Regions from separate parts of the Mus musculus genome. Here region 1 is linked to region 2. A link is a contact called in public HiChIP or PLAC-seq data. All regions are on one chromosome and are shown on one strand. Each heading gives the region's core, a stretch centred on a gene start, on an enhancer-like site or on the middle of the called end of the contact. The rest is flanking DNA. Distances are from core to core; before and after follow the strand shown.

What was found. HiChIP or PLAC-seq counts read pairs in DNA pulled down with a chosen protein or histone mark.
Region 1: an H3K4me3 HiChIP or PLAC-seq map of neural tube shows a contact between it and region 2, with 5 times the contacts expected there. The contact joins the enhancer-like site here to the promoter of 4933431J24Rik in region 2. A contact is called at or near these places in 2 of 15 datasets of contacts at CTCF or cohesin (large pre-B cells and pro-B cells), 39 of 484 Hi-C or Micro-C datasets (ECoMG myeloid progenitors, the G1E-ER4 cell line, cerebral cortex and 8 more), 14 of 115 datasets of contacts at active chromatin or transcription factors (acute myeloid leukemia, differentiating embryonic stem cells, embryonic basal ganglia and 7 more) and 1 of 9 other capture datasets (embryonic stem cells).

What each region holds. Positions count from the first base shown.
Region 1 is chr14:118,468,782-118,475,464 of GRCm38.p6, forward strand. No RefSeq gene overlaps it. Among named protein-coding and RNA genes, the nearest start is that of 1700044C05Rik, 110 kb to the left of the region's middle. Within about 2 kb of position 5,145, at least 50 of the 459 cell types and tissues checked have an H3K27ac peak or open chromatin away from gene starts, as enhancers often do. A contact at or near this core is called in cerebral cortex, differentiating embryonic stem cells, embryonic basal ganglia and 2 more, where this site is marked.
Region 2 is chr14:118,209,517-118,216,666 of GRCm38.p6, forward strand. It overlaps 4933431J24Rik (a long non-coding RNA gene), which reads left to right and starts at 1,449. Exons shown (of 5, transcript XR_383762.3): 1 at 1,449-2,983; 2 at 3,437-3,531; 3 at 3,871-4,145; 4 at 4,997-5,161; 5 at 5,426-6,204. It overlaps Gm31981 (a long non-coding RNA gene), which reads right to left and starts at 2,189. Exons shown (of 2, transcript XR_383764.2): 1 at 1,948-2,189; 2 at 905-1,786.

The sequences.
Region 1 (6,683 bases), core at 3,895-6,394, 260 kb after region 2:
CAAACATATCTTTCTCTAAAATGTGTTTTTAAAACATACAAGACAGCCAGGCATGGTACACACCTTTAATCCCAGAACTCACAAAGTGGAGGCCAACAGGTCTCTGTGAGTTCTAAGTCAGTCTGGTCTAAATAGAAGGTCCCAAGCCATCTAGGGCTGCACAATGAGACCCTGCCTCAAACAATACAAGGCAGGTAAAACATTCAAACAACACTCATCAATGAATTCCGTTTGTTAAGTCCTTCTGTGAACCCTGCAGTGCAGGATATGGTAATGATGTCATTGCAGTGTCCCGTATATATTAAAACCTTCATGCTTTGGGTTTTTGGGTGGAAATGTCTGAAGGAGGGCTGTTTGAAACAAAAAGCTGATTGGGTTTTGTAGCTCTGAACATCCATGAAGTTGAGCAGCTGAGAACAAAGATGAATCACTTCGTCCTCCAGATTCTGGGGACCGGAAGGTGAACTCTCCAAGGTGAAATAATTAACGATTTTCAGAGCTGCACATTGCAAGAGTACCCAAATATTTCAAAACGCACCGTTTGTGTTCTCCCTTCTTTTGCTGGAACATTCTCTAGGCTCCAACAACAACAGAAGACGTGAATAGACCCAATGTTGCAGATACCAAGGTCTGACTCATTCCCATTGTTCCAGATAATACATGACTGAGAGACATGAGACAGAGGCCACTAAATGGCTGTTCAGTGTGTTCTGCTCTAATATAAAAAGTACCAACCCAAATAGGCATTATTTTATTCTTAATGTAGTTAATTCTCAGTTAAATGAAGTTATATTATGATCATTGGTAATACATACTAACACATATCCATTACCTATTAAAAACACAGTAGAATTAAACCAAAGCTTTCATTTTCATTTAACAAAATTGATGGAGCCAATAAGTACATGCAAAGATGTCTAAAGTCCCTTGAGCAAACACATGCTACATGCTCATTAAGATAGCTAACAGAAAAAGACTGACAGGAGCCAAAGCAAGTGAGAGTCTAGAGAATGGAGTGTTCTCTTCAATATGTGAAATAACAAAAATGTGTTCTGCAGCTTTGGAGAATAGAGATTCAAAAGGAAGATGTGAGCCAGGCATCTGTCTGTCTGGAGGCTTCTTCAGTTCCCTGCCTGTCTGTCTGGAGGCTCCTTTAGTTCCCTGTCTGTCTGTCTGGAGGCTTCTTCAGTTCCCTGCCTGTCTGTCTGGAGGCTCCTTTAGTTCCCTGTCTGTCTGTCTGGAGGCTTCTTCAGTTCCCTGCCTGTCTGTCTGGAGGCTCCTTTAGTTCCCTGTCTGTCTGTCTGGAGGCTTCTTCAGTTCCCTGCCTGTCTGTCTGGAGGCTCCTTTAGTTCCCTGTCTGTCTGTCTGGACCTACTTCAGTTCCCTGCCTCTGTCTGTCTGGATCTCCTTCAGTTCCCTGTCTGTCTATCTGGACTTCCTTCAGTCTCCTGCCTCTGTCTGTCTGGAGGCTCCTTCAGTTCCCTGCCTGCCTATCTGTCTAGAGACTCCTTCAGTTCCCTGTCTGTCTGTCTGTCTGTAGGCTCCTTTGGTTCCCTGCCTCTGTCTGTCTGGAGGCTCCTTCAGTTCCCTGCCTGCCTGTCTGTCTAGAGACTCCTTCAGTTCTCTGTCTGTCTTTCTGTCTGTCTGTCTGTCGGCTCCTTCGGTTCCCTGCCTCTGTCTGTCTGGATCTCCTTCAGTTCCCTGCCTGCCTGTCTGTCTAGAGACTCCTTCAGTTCCCTGTCTGTCTGTCTGTAGGCTCCTTTGGTTCCCTGTCTCTGTCTGTCTGGAGGCTTCTTCAGTTCCCTGTATGTTTGTCTGTCTGTCTGGACCTCCTTCAGTTCCCTGTCTCTCTAAGCTTTTCCTCTCCATCACGAGCTCCCTAGGTCTTTCTCTCATCTGCTTCTGCCTTTGGCCTTTAGAATCTACCCAGGTAAGTCAGGATAAGCCCCTTCTCCCAAGATCCTCAACAAATACACCTTTTACCATGCTAAGAAATAGTTAAGGTTCTAAATGTGAGCTATCTTCAAGCCCATTACCTAACCTATATACCCACTAACTGGTAAACCATTTTATCCATGCATCCACACACAAGATGTCCACTCAGGAGCCAATTCACTCATAAGTGTAACAAGAGGGCTGTCTTACAAATCCTCTTTTCTAAGAGAAAGACGATATATCCCAAAGTTTACAAACCATATTATTACATTAATGCCATTAATTAATAATCTGTTACAAGAATTTTCTGGATGACACCTGATAATTAGTTACTAAAGTCTGGCAATTCATGAAGCAGATGGACTTAAAAGATACTCTAGGAATTTTTCAATAGAGATGGAAATGTCACCCATCTTGAATATCATAGGATCATATGACTTTGTATATTTCAAAGCTTATCACCTGTAATTAGTGAATTTGGTTCGATATAACATATATTCATTACAGATTTTTTTAACAGTCCTAGTGATTAATGTTGTTAACTTGACAGGGTCTAGAAACTCCTAGAAGATAAAGCTTAGAGTATATCTGTGAGGGGGATTTTAGATGGAGTTAGGTTGTAAAGACACAATTAATATTTGGCAGCACTATCCTGGTGTCCTGTCTGAATCAAAAAGCAAAAGGAGCGAAGAGCGACATTCAGTGCTCTTGCTTTTTGACAGTGACTGCAACGTGACCAATAGCATCACACTCCTCCCACCAAGCTTTCCTTGACACTGTGGACTGTAAGCCCTTGGACTGTGCACCCTTGGACTGTGAGCCCTTGGGTTGTGAGCCCCTTGGACTATGAGCCCATAAACTGCAAGCCTTGGACTGTGAGCCCTTGAACCATGATCTCTTAGACTGTGAGCCCTTGAACGATGAGCCCTTGGGCTGTGAGCCCTTGAACTGTGTGCCCTTGGGCTGTGAGCCCTTGGGCTGTGAGCCCTTGAACTATGAGCCCTTGGATTGTGAGCTCAGACACATCCTTCTGTCCTTAAGTTGTTTTTGTTAGGTATTTTGTCACATAACACACACTCCAATCAAATACTAGTAATGTATTTATTCAGATAGAAAATTTGTAAAATCTCTTTTTAAATTTAATTCTTATAATGGGCTCCAGGTCAGATGATATATTGATCCCTCCCTCCCCCATTGTTCTGAGATTAATAAAAAGGTTTAGGAAATGCATATAAAAAGTATCTTTTAAAGATGTTAACCCAGAGAAGGTCAAGCCACAGCCTCCTCCGGTCATCTTAAGTCCAGGGGCATCAACACCAGGTACTCATGCTTGCCCTACATTGAGCCCTGCAAAATCAGTTGTATGTATGAGATACACCAGAACTTGAGGGCTGGACAAGTTCCTACCTGGCCCCAAATAATGTCCCTTTGAATCTATCTCCATTGTGCAAGTGATGAGATTTTTAAGGCAACCAGTGACTCAAAGGGTCTTTGAATTTTGAACAATCATATCAGATAGGGTGGCTCCTTATTCTACTGCTTGGGGATCATCAACACCCCAAGAAGCCACCAAGACAGAGAGAAGCAGAAACAAACCAACCAACAAACAAAAACAATAAACATAGTGGAAGTACCATTTTGTTTTTTTTTTTATGAGATTGCCAACAATGCCTGACAGATCTGTCACCAATCCTTAGCCAGATGTCTTTCTGGAAAAATCCTGGAGACTGTCTAATCTGTGAGCTTCCATGTTGATGGTTGCTGCCCTCAAGATATCACAGTACTGCAGTTGAGAAATATGAGGGAATATGTACATGTATGTATTTACATATATTTACATATGTATGTATGCATGTATGTATGTGTGTGTGTGTGTATTTAAAGTTAGCTCATGTCCTCCCCTCTGTTTCCATCTCTTCCTTAGAGTACATTCCTGGCTACAACAGAGAGACTCAAGTAAGGCACATCCCATACTGCATCTGTTCAATTATCATGGTAGTCCTTCAAGTTTCTACAATTTGCTATGATTTTCAACCTCTACACGATTTATTCTTTAACCTACACCAGTTTCTGACTTTTTAAAAGATTTATTTATTTATTTCATATATGTGAGTACACTGTCACTGTCTTCAGACACAACAGAAGAGGGCATGGGATCCCCATTACAGATGGTTGTGAGCTACCATGTGGTTGCTGGAAATTGAACTCAGGACCTCTGGAAGAGCAGTCAGTGCTCTTAACCACTGAGCCATCTCTCCATCCTTCCCCCTCCCCCCCCCCCTCCCCCAGTTTCGGATTCTTGTTTGTCCTCCTTGGATCCATTCTTCATAGTGGCACACTAAAATTGTGTCCCAAAGACAAAACAAAGCAAACAAGCACAACAGAAAGAAAAAAGAAGAAATCGAATCCGGGCTGCAGAAGATGCTAATAGTTGAAGCACTTGTCAGCAAACATAAGAATTGAACTCTGGGTCTCTAGAATCCACAGACATGCTTAGTTGGCACGGCAACCTCCCTGCAATTCCAGCGCAGCAGGAGTGGACAAGAATCCCCAGAGCAAACTGACTGCACAGACTAGCCAGACTGGGGAAATTCTGGGTTTAATTGAGAGACCCCCTACCTCACTGAAAAAGACGGAGAGTAATAATAGATAACAGTATATGTCAGCTTTTGGGCTTCATCTGCACAAAACTCAAGTGTATAAGCGTGTGCGTGCGTGCGCGCGCGCGCACACACACACATGCGCATGCACGTACACAAGGCACCTTTGCAGGCCTGTAGGAAGTGGGGCTGACTATCATCATGAGCACACCTACAAGTCTGATCTCCTTAAACTGTGTCCAAGCTAGTCTCTGCCCACTGCAAGGCACTTATTTCATTCATTCTTTTCATGAGATGCAAAAACATAGTTCTAGAAAAGGCTACGTTCAGACCAGACCAAAAGTTCATACTCAAGCAGCACCAACGTAGCCAGAATCAGGTGTGTCTACAAAGCTGCTTTAGAGGCAGAACGCCCACCGCCCTTGCTGGTGCCACCTTGTCACTTGTGGAAGACACTTTTTAGAGAAGGTAGAAGTCCCTGCTTGGTCCTGGGCCTCCCGTGGGAACGCGCCAGCCATTGCTCTCCTCAAGGGCTGGGGCCGTGCCACCTCCCGGCCCTCAGGGTGCGGAGCCCGGTGCCTGTGATCGCGCGCCAGGGAGCAGGCGGGTTCCCGTGCTGGCCGGCCGAGGGCGGCGCCTGTGATCTGCAGCCAGGGAGCGCGCGGGGCGTCCCCGGAGACCCTGTGATCGCGCGCCAAGCGCATCCCCGACCTAGCGCGCGCGCGCGCGCGCACTGTCTGCCCGGAGCTCCCGCTGAAAGTGTCCCCGGATGAAAGGGAAGGGGAAGCGGGCTCAAGCCGGAGAACTAGGTCTGGTGAGTCCTCTGAAGCCTAGCATCCTGCTCTTTACAAACGAGGCACCCCCAAACCTTCCTTAATGCCCTTTCCGTTGCCTGATGGAAACAGGAGACGCTTGCCCTAAGCAACGAAAAATGCTCTTGGAGATGCTTGTCTCGAAAAGATGCTCTTGGAGATGCAAAGGAGATCGCATCTCTTCTGGTGTCCAGTTAGAGAAAGTTCTGCCTGGCTTGGTATTGTGATTCGCGAGGTGATAATCAAACAGGTGTGAATAGTTTAGCATCAAAGAACCGTTTCTTTCTAGAACGGCTCCCTCTGCTGATTGAAGGAAGACAAAAGCCTCCATTAGCATAGGGTGTGCAAAGCCACCTGTTCAAATAACTCTGCCAAACAGAGCAAACCAGCCTTGGAAAGAAAAGAACCCCAGAGCAGTGCAAATATTCGCAGCAAAGTTGAAGGATTAAGCTGATCACAGTCGCAAGCTGGGAGGAGGAGGTGTTTCCCGTTCGTAATAAAAGCTTGCAAGGGTTATTTTTAGCAGCCTGTTTGATTCCATTAGATGAGGCGATAGCAGCTTTCATGGTCTTGTCAAAATAAAATTATGGGAGAAAAACTTAGTCTGCCCTAACTAATCCGGCAAACGTTTCTGTTTGGAAATTCTGATTTCAGGTCATGGGTGAACAGATAGGGTTCTGCCCAGAAACAATGGTACAGCGCAGGCCAATCTGTGTCTGCGATTGTTGGACCTGTTGCCTCCCATTCCAAGAAAACAAAACCGCGATTTCATCAGCATCGATTTTTAATATTTTTGAAATGTTATTTTACATTTGTTTTGTGTCGCAAGAGAGAAGCGTGGGAAGGAGTGGGAGAGCAGCCGAGAAAGGAGCCAAGAGAAACTTGACTTTGGGGCGAGTGGGTGGGAGATCAAAGGATGAAATGGTGGCAGAGCGGGTGGAGGAGAATCGGAGCCCAGCATTATGGGAACAGCACATTGGCACGAGGGGGAGGGGGGACGAAGAAGGAGGAGGGCGGGCCTGGGTAAGAAGGGTGATTCTAGCAAAGAAGGGGCTAGGACCAGTCTGTGGTCCTAACAAGAAGCCTCCACTCTGGGTCCTGCTGTTTAGAGGACCCCCACCAGCTCTCCTAGGTGCTGGCTGGTTACTCTGGTGAGAAATTTCCGAGAGCCCGAAGAACACACCCATCTAGGCCTTAGTCCTCAGACACTGGCTGTCCGAGTGTGACGCACAAACCTTGAGCAGCAGCCTTGCTTGGCAGTTTGGAAACACAAGCTCTCAAGCCCTGCTCCACATCTTCACCATTTTAACACCTATCAGGTAGAAAGAGGCACATT
Region 2 (7,150 bases), core at 199-2,698:
GTTTTCAAGATTTTCTTTATATTTGAAACATAACACGTCAGCACTTTTGGAAGTATGCATGAGTGCAAAGAATCTAAACCAAATTGTAACTAACACAAAGCGTTGGTCAGATCTTTGAGTTTCCTAGTTGTTGGACCATCTCACTAGCTCTAGTCTTTTGATTTCAAAATTAGGATTCTATGCTAAAATATTTAAAATTATAGGCATGTCTGTGTAAAGTTAATTATTTTTCCATAGGAAATGAATAAATTTGGGTCCTTGAAAAGTTTCGAAGACGATTTTCTCACTAGGTGGCGCTTGTGTGCCTAGAGGTCTCAGCCTGAGTAGCCTGGCCATCTGCAGATCACCAAGCCTTAAGTGGTTACCATGGAGACCCCCAGTATCATAGAGAAATGGACTTCAGGATTTTCTTCTCGATAAAGAATGATTCTTCTAACTATGTGTCTGCTCTGTGTCGTAATGCAGCCTTGTAAGTAAAGAGAAAATGTTCTTTTTCTCTTATTTATCTGCAAGATGAATTATGTAAAATTCAGGTCCAGGCGAGGAGAAAACTGTCAACTGTGTCTCTGAACTGTAGGACAAAGTCTGAGAACACTGGATTTTTATACAAGGAAGGTGCCTGTCACTTGTGAATAATTTGGAAGATGTCTTCACCTTTCCTTTGAAGATCCCGAAGTCCACTCCCTAATAAAATGCTTTAAACATCTTCTGGTGGTATTACCTTTCTGGGTGTAGAAATGGACTCTGTGTTATAAAGAGTCCAAAGTGATTCATCCATTCGGACTCTTCCCGCCCCATGTAGTGAGTGCCAGATAACCCAGGTATTTCCCTCTGGATACTCTGGATACCCAGTCAACAAGTCGAGAATTCCAAGGCAATAAGAAGGAAGAGAGTGCAACCAAGATAGAGGAGATAGATACTGCTAATTTTTATTAGCTATGTCTTATATCAAAACATGTCTTGATTCACCTGATGTTACCCCTATGTGTACTTGGTTAGATGGCTAGACAAAAATCGGTGTTCAAGCTTGATGGGGAAGTAAACTTCAGTCTCTTGTGGTCCTCACAAAAACCACTCCAGTCAAGCCAGGTGCCTTTGCACATGGCAGACCTTTGTTTCTTGTCATCTGTGTGAAAGGGTACCTCATATTTCCCACGTTCCTCATTCAGATGATGTCTTTCAACCAAACACAATTCGTGATTTTTAAATCTGCGAATCACTTTAAGTTGGGGAACAAAATTCACGTGGGTATGGCTTCATCTACTTGAAATTATTTCGATCTCTGAAAATCAAAATCTGTTGGTCTCTTGTACAAACTGTGGTCTCAGGTCTCATTTACTGAAATGTTCCCTTACTAGTTAAGACTCTCTGGGAAAGATGGGATAAGCAAGTTGGACGGCATCCATTCATTCTTTGGGTAAAGCAGGTCTGGTCGCAACACCAGTCCCATGGAGAAGCATCCAGTAGGCACCCAGGATCATGGGGAATATACAGCAAAGGGTTTGTATGTCCGGCTTCCACAGAGCACGAGAAAGTACACAGCCCAGTTTCCTGTTCTCAGAAGTTCTTAGAATGAAAGTGGGAGAAGAAAGGAGGCTTGAACACAACATCTTCCATCACCTAATGTTTTCTGTTTCCTTTTTCTTGATTCTTCCCCAGAAAGTGGGGGGAGGCAAAAACGATGTATTCCAGACTCCAACGGCTCCCATCATCATGGTGCATACCGTGGAGAGCTCGTTCTCAAGGCTCCTTGGGCGTGAGGATGCATGCCAGCTCCTGCAGTGTCCTGCATGGTGCAGGGACATTAGTGAAATATGAGAAGGCCCTGAGAAGAAAGGAACACCTACTAGCCAAGATGAGGTAGTACATACACTGCTTGTTTCTAAGCTACTGAGGTCTCAGCACATGGTTCTTGTGTTCTAATGAGAATCTGAAGAGCCATCCTACCTGCTGTTTCCCCATGCATGGTATACTGAGCCCTGCTCCTGCGGGCATACTGTGCCCAGCTCCTGTGCGGGTCAGCTTAGCACACAGGCAGCAAAATGCCATGCCTGTGAAGACTCACAGGATCACAGAGGGATAACCCATTCAGGGATCAGGGATTACTGAGGGATAGCCCACTCTCCCTGCTTTAGCCTTCTGCCATGCTCCAACTGTTAGTGACGTCATTGCCCAGTCCCACAGTGCTCTGCGGTGCCCAGAGGAAGAAAGTGGAACAGCCCTCCCTACGAAGGACCAACCGTTTCCAGCATTTCTTTAATCGCATGTCTTTGAAACTGGCCAGATTTAAGTGACCATCTACTCACACTTCATAAATTCCCTTGCACATGGCAAGTCACTTCAGTCGCCCATGTAGGCACTGAAAATAAAAGGGATCGCTGTGGAGAAGCTGTGGCAGTCATCACACTCCTTTTATCGAAATCATATGCTAATTATCATTTGTTTGTTTGTTTTGTTTTGTTTTTGTTTGTTTTTTTCGAGACAGGGTTTCTCTGTGTAGCCCTGGCTGACCTGGAACTCACTTTGTAGACCAGGCTGGCCTCGAACTCAGAAACCCACCTGCCTCCTAATTATCATTTATTAGGAATGACAGGGCGGTGTGGTGTGTCTATAACTAGCGGGTGTGTGTGCAGAGGGATCTAGAAAAGTCTCTCGCTTTAAGATGATACAGTCTGCAAAGAGAGAAAACACAAAGACCTCACAAACAAACCAATGAATCATGCCAGGCCGTGATAAAGACTCTCCGAGGACACAGTTACCCAGCGATGACGTCACAGAAAAGGCAAGAGGGCCTGACAGGGATCTCAGAGGACAAACAGAGTCTCACCAGACCCGACGGAACCGTTCCAGGTGGATGAAGGGTGTGATCGGAGCGGCCTTAGTGGAGTCTGTGGAAACTGGGAAATAGTGGGCCTTAAGCTGGGAATGTGGATTCAGGCCAGAATGTGGAAGGAAACTAAGGCGCTTGGACTTCATCCTAGTGGTAATGAAGAGATAATGAAGATTTTTAATTAAGGGTTTGGCATGATTAAGTGGTGTTTTAGGGAGATTACCGTGGCAGCAGTGAATTGGAGGGGGAGAAACAAGTAAGCGATTAGTTAGGATGCTATTATAATTACCCAGGCTTGAAGCAGCAGGGGTCCAGGGGCAGTGGGAATAGAAAGGAAGGGTGGAGAGAGAGAGATAGCAGGACGGGATGCCAGGACAGTCTTGGTGACTCATGGATGTGCCTGACAGAAGGAAGAGGGAGATCAGCCATGGGGGCGAAAGGTGAATGGGAGCGGTGTAGCTGGACTTGAGTGACTACGGGCATGAGCATGCGCAGTGGGCAGCTACATGAAGATCTAGGACTAAGGCCTTAGGGGGCAGCCAGGATAACCACGTAGGTTGCCACTGGAGCGACCTCTCCATAAGTCAACCTGATTTCTCTCCTCAGGAAGAACTGCAATCCAGTGACTAAGCAGCTATGACAGAATGTGTGTATTTTGGGACGTGTTTCTACATATCAACAGCAAGGCAAGAGGAATCCAGGTCATTTGTTGAATATTTTAAACTTCCAGAAAATGACTTTTTGATAAATCACCCAAATACTTCAAATTGACATTTTTAAAGGCAAATTTCCCAGAAAGTATTCCCAAATGTTTAAATTTCTTCCTTTTGGGGACCTTGGCCTCGCGGCACATAATATTGTTCAATTACAGAGTCGTTTCCATGTCCAAAGTGGCAGAAGCTGTGACCAACTCGGTCACTGCTGCAGGACTCTAGGTACAAGAGCCCTCATAGCCTCCTCCTCCTCCTCGGTCCCTACCTAATTCTCTTATGCAAATTAGCCGGAAGAGAGTCTTCCAGTTATTTTTTTCTTTTAATCAGGGAAGTGCATTCTTCTAGCAAAAGGAACCCACTAGAAGATGCATGACCATCCTTTAGTGCGTTCCCAGTACTGATGGCATGTGGCCACTTGGAATCCCACCAACCCAGATGCCAACTGGCACCTTGCTTTAAAAGGTACCACACTGATCATCAGACTGTGGCTGTGGTACCTGATGAAATAGCTGTGGACTCACCCAGCTGCTGAAGGCTGTCCCGTGTGACTCACAGGTCACTATTTGAGCTTTGCTAAGAATCCAAGCGCCCACACAAGCCAGGTGAGTGAGCTTCTGACCAAAAGTCAGAGTGGGGAAAGAACTCTTCTTAAACGTTGAAAATAAATACTGGAAAAGGTTTAGCTCCACATCAAGAGAGAAAGTGTCCCCATATACCTCTGCACAGTGCTTGGTCTTCTTATGAGGCTCCCAGGAGGTGTTTGGAACTTCTAGATATTTCATTTCTAAAATTAATTTATTATTATGTACCTGTGTGTGTGTGTGTGTGTGTGTGTGTGTGTGTGCCTGCATGCGTTTATGTGTGTCATAGATGTATAGGAATCAGCCAAGGCCAGAAGAAATGGTCATATGCCCCGAAACTGGAGTTAAACACTGTTAGAAGCTGCCCTGTGGAGACCAGGAGCTGAACTCCGGTCCTCTGCCAGAGTTGCTGACTCTCTTTACCTCTGAACCATCTCTTCAGCCCCCATCTAGAGATTTTGAATACGGGGTTCCACTGTGAATTTAGGAAGTCCATGGCATTTTTTTAGTGTGGAGGTCTGGAGAGCGGGATCCATAGCTGGAGGAGTATTGATCACCTTTCCTGACTGCCATGTGCCTGCGGGCACTTTAAGGTTTACTTCCTGTCCAGTCTGCCCTGCCCTCATCCAGAGGCACAGTCCCTAGACTGACTCAGGAGACACAGTCAGCAGCCTGAACCATCTCTAGTTAGGGGTGGGCAGGGGCTGGGCGGAGTTTGCTGAGATTTCCCACCCCAACCACTCCTCACATGTGTCAGGGGAGCAAAGATTCTCACTCCCCAGTTCCGTGTCTTAAGTTGACACCGGTCACCAAGAATCCTACTATGAATCGTGCTTTGTACAAAACGGACAGTTTTTTTATTATATCACCAGGAAGTTCCAACAACCCAGGCAGGATCAGCTTGGCGGAGAGCACCTCCTCTTTCACCCTCTGTAGGGTTATGGGGAAAGCTCTGGTGTTCAACGTGGACCACGACAATCTGGTGAACGCCACAAATCCTGCCGAGCCTGGGATTGCATGCCTTTTGATTAATACAGGTATATACTGAGCATTGTCCTGTCGATCTGCCACTCAGTTAAAAGATTCCCTCAGACCTCTGCAGCATGACCTCAGAACTCGTTTTAAAGCCCTTAATAGCAAATAAATGCTCAGGAAAAAAAAAAGAGGGAAATCCACAGAAATATGTATTTTTATTTTTACTGAGTTGGTTAAAAAATAATTGTTGATGTACCTAAAATTTTAGATATTCCACATTAAGTTCAATTTTAGTACTAAGGTCCTTCCACCTGTATTTGCCGTAGCTTGCTACATTCCTAAGGACTATATAAGGAAACATTGCATGGGCCAGCAAGAGATGGCTCAGAGAGGAAAGGCGTGCCCCCCAAACCAGTGCTCTGAGGTCCGTTCCAGGGAAGCACCTCGTGGAAAGAGAAGGCCCACCACACAAGCTGTCCTTCTACCTCCTCATCTGTACCATGGCTCGTGTCCTCTCTCACTGCCACAAAACAAATAAATGTGACAGTCATAGAAGAAAGGGGACACCGTGCAAAGAAATCTAATTCTGGCCCATTGGAAGCAACCTGACTTGATAGTTTGATCTTAGTTTTCCTTCAGGAAAAAAAAAAATACAAAGGTCAAAAACTAATCTTTTCCCAGTTGTTCTCAGTTGAGAGTGAATTCCGAATTTCCCTTTTATTAATATCTTGCCCTTTATTGTGTGTCAGAGTGGAAGCGGTGGAGGCCGGACTGTGACCATGATGTATGACTTTCCTGCTCTCCCTTCTCCTGTTGAGTGATTATCATTTCACAAAAGTTCCCTCTGAAAGGGAGGAATGTGCTTTTAAACCACACGGTTCCCAATGAACCACCTCTGCCAAGGTGATTAGTAATCCCCCCCCCCCCCAGCAACAAGCTTGGGAGTCCACAGTACCCAGGCTCTCCAAACCGTTCGAGTTTTGTCACACACGAAACAGAAAACGCACGGTCTGAGATCCACGAAACAGGAGCAGAAAGGACGGCTCAGTGGCCAAGGGCTGCTCTTCCAGAAGTCTCAGGTTCAGTTCCCAGCACCCACACGGTGGCTCACATTCATCTGTAACTCCATTTTCAGGGCATCCAACAACCTCTTCTTGCGTCTGCAGGCACTGGGCATGCTAATGGTTCCCAGACATACATGCAGGCAGAATACCCATACACATAAAAAAATAAATAATTTAAAAAGCTACGGACTATCTCCTATTTGATTAGATTTCAGGAGAAGAGGAGGGGAACACTAGTCAGCGTCTGTGGTGAGGGCTTTCCTCAGTGAAGCCTCTGTGTATTAATGGAGCCTCTATATCTTAATGGCATGGTCGCTACTCTTCCAATTTAATATCACCAAATTATACAAGTGCTGGGAAGGGCCAGCTCTCATATTCCATCAACTGCACCTGGAACAAACTACTTCAGATTCAGGAACCTGGAAACCAGTTCTTTCTCTGAGAAGGGTGGTCGCCAAGGCTGAAGCATGGAGTATGTGGTTCAGAGAAGAAACTTATAAGTGCCAAATCAGTGGCTACTGGCCACCCTAGTAGCCTCTAGAGTTGCCCTATGGTCTTCAGTTATGAGTCGCTCTGCACCTGTAGGTGTGAAGGGGAAGAATGCCATAGTGGTTAAAATGGTAGACTGTCAAGGTTTCCCTGTCAGCTCCCTGTTAGACCTGGGGCTAAGCAGGTTATGACTACGAAGTTCACTCTGTCTGTCATTGTTTCCCCAGCCTGGAAGCAGATGTATTTATTCATATTTATAAACCATTACTGGGTGCTCCAAGCGCAGTGGAGACTGAGACAGACATTTCTGTTCCTATAGAGTTCTGTGGTTATAGAGGGAGAAGTAGCGAGAGATGGCTTGAGATGCATGCAACAGTAATAAATGCAGGAAATGGGATTAAAATCGGTTGATGTGGAAGTCAGCGAAGGGTCCTCAAGAGGATTAACCCCAGAGATCTCGCACCAAGCAGGAACCCGGAAGCACAGGTTGTCAGACCA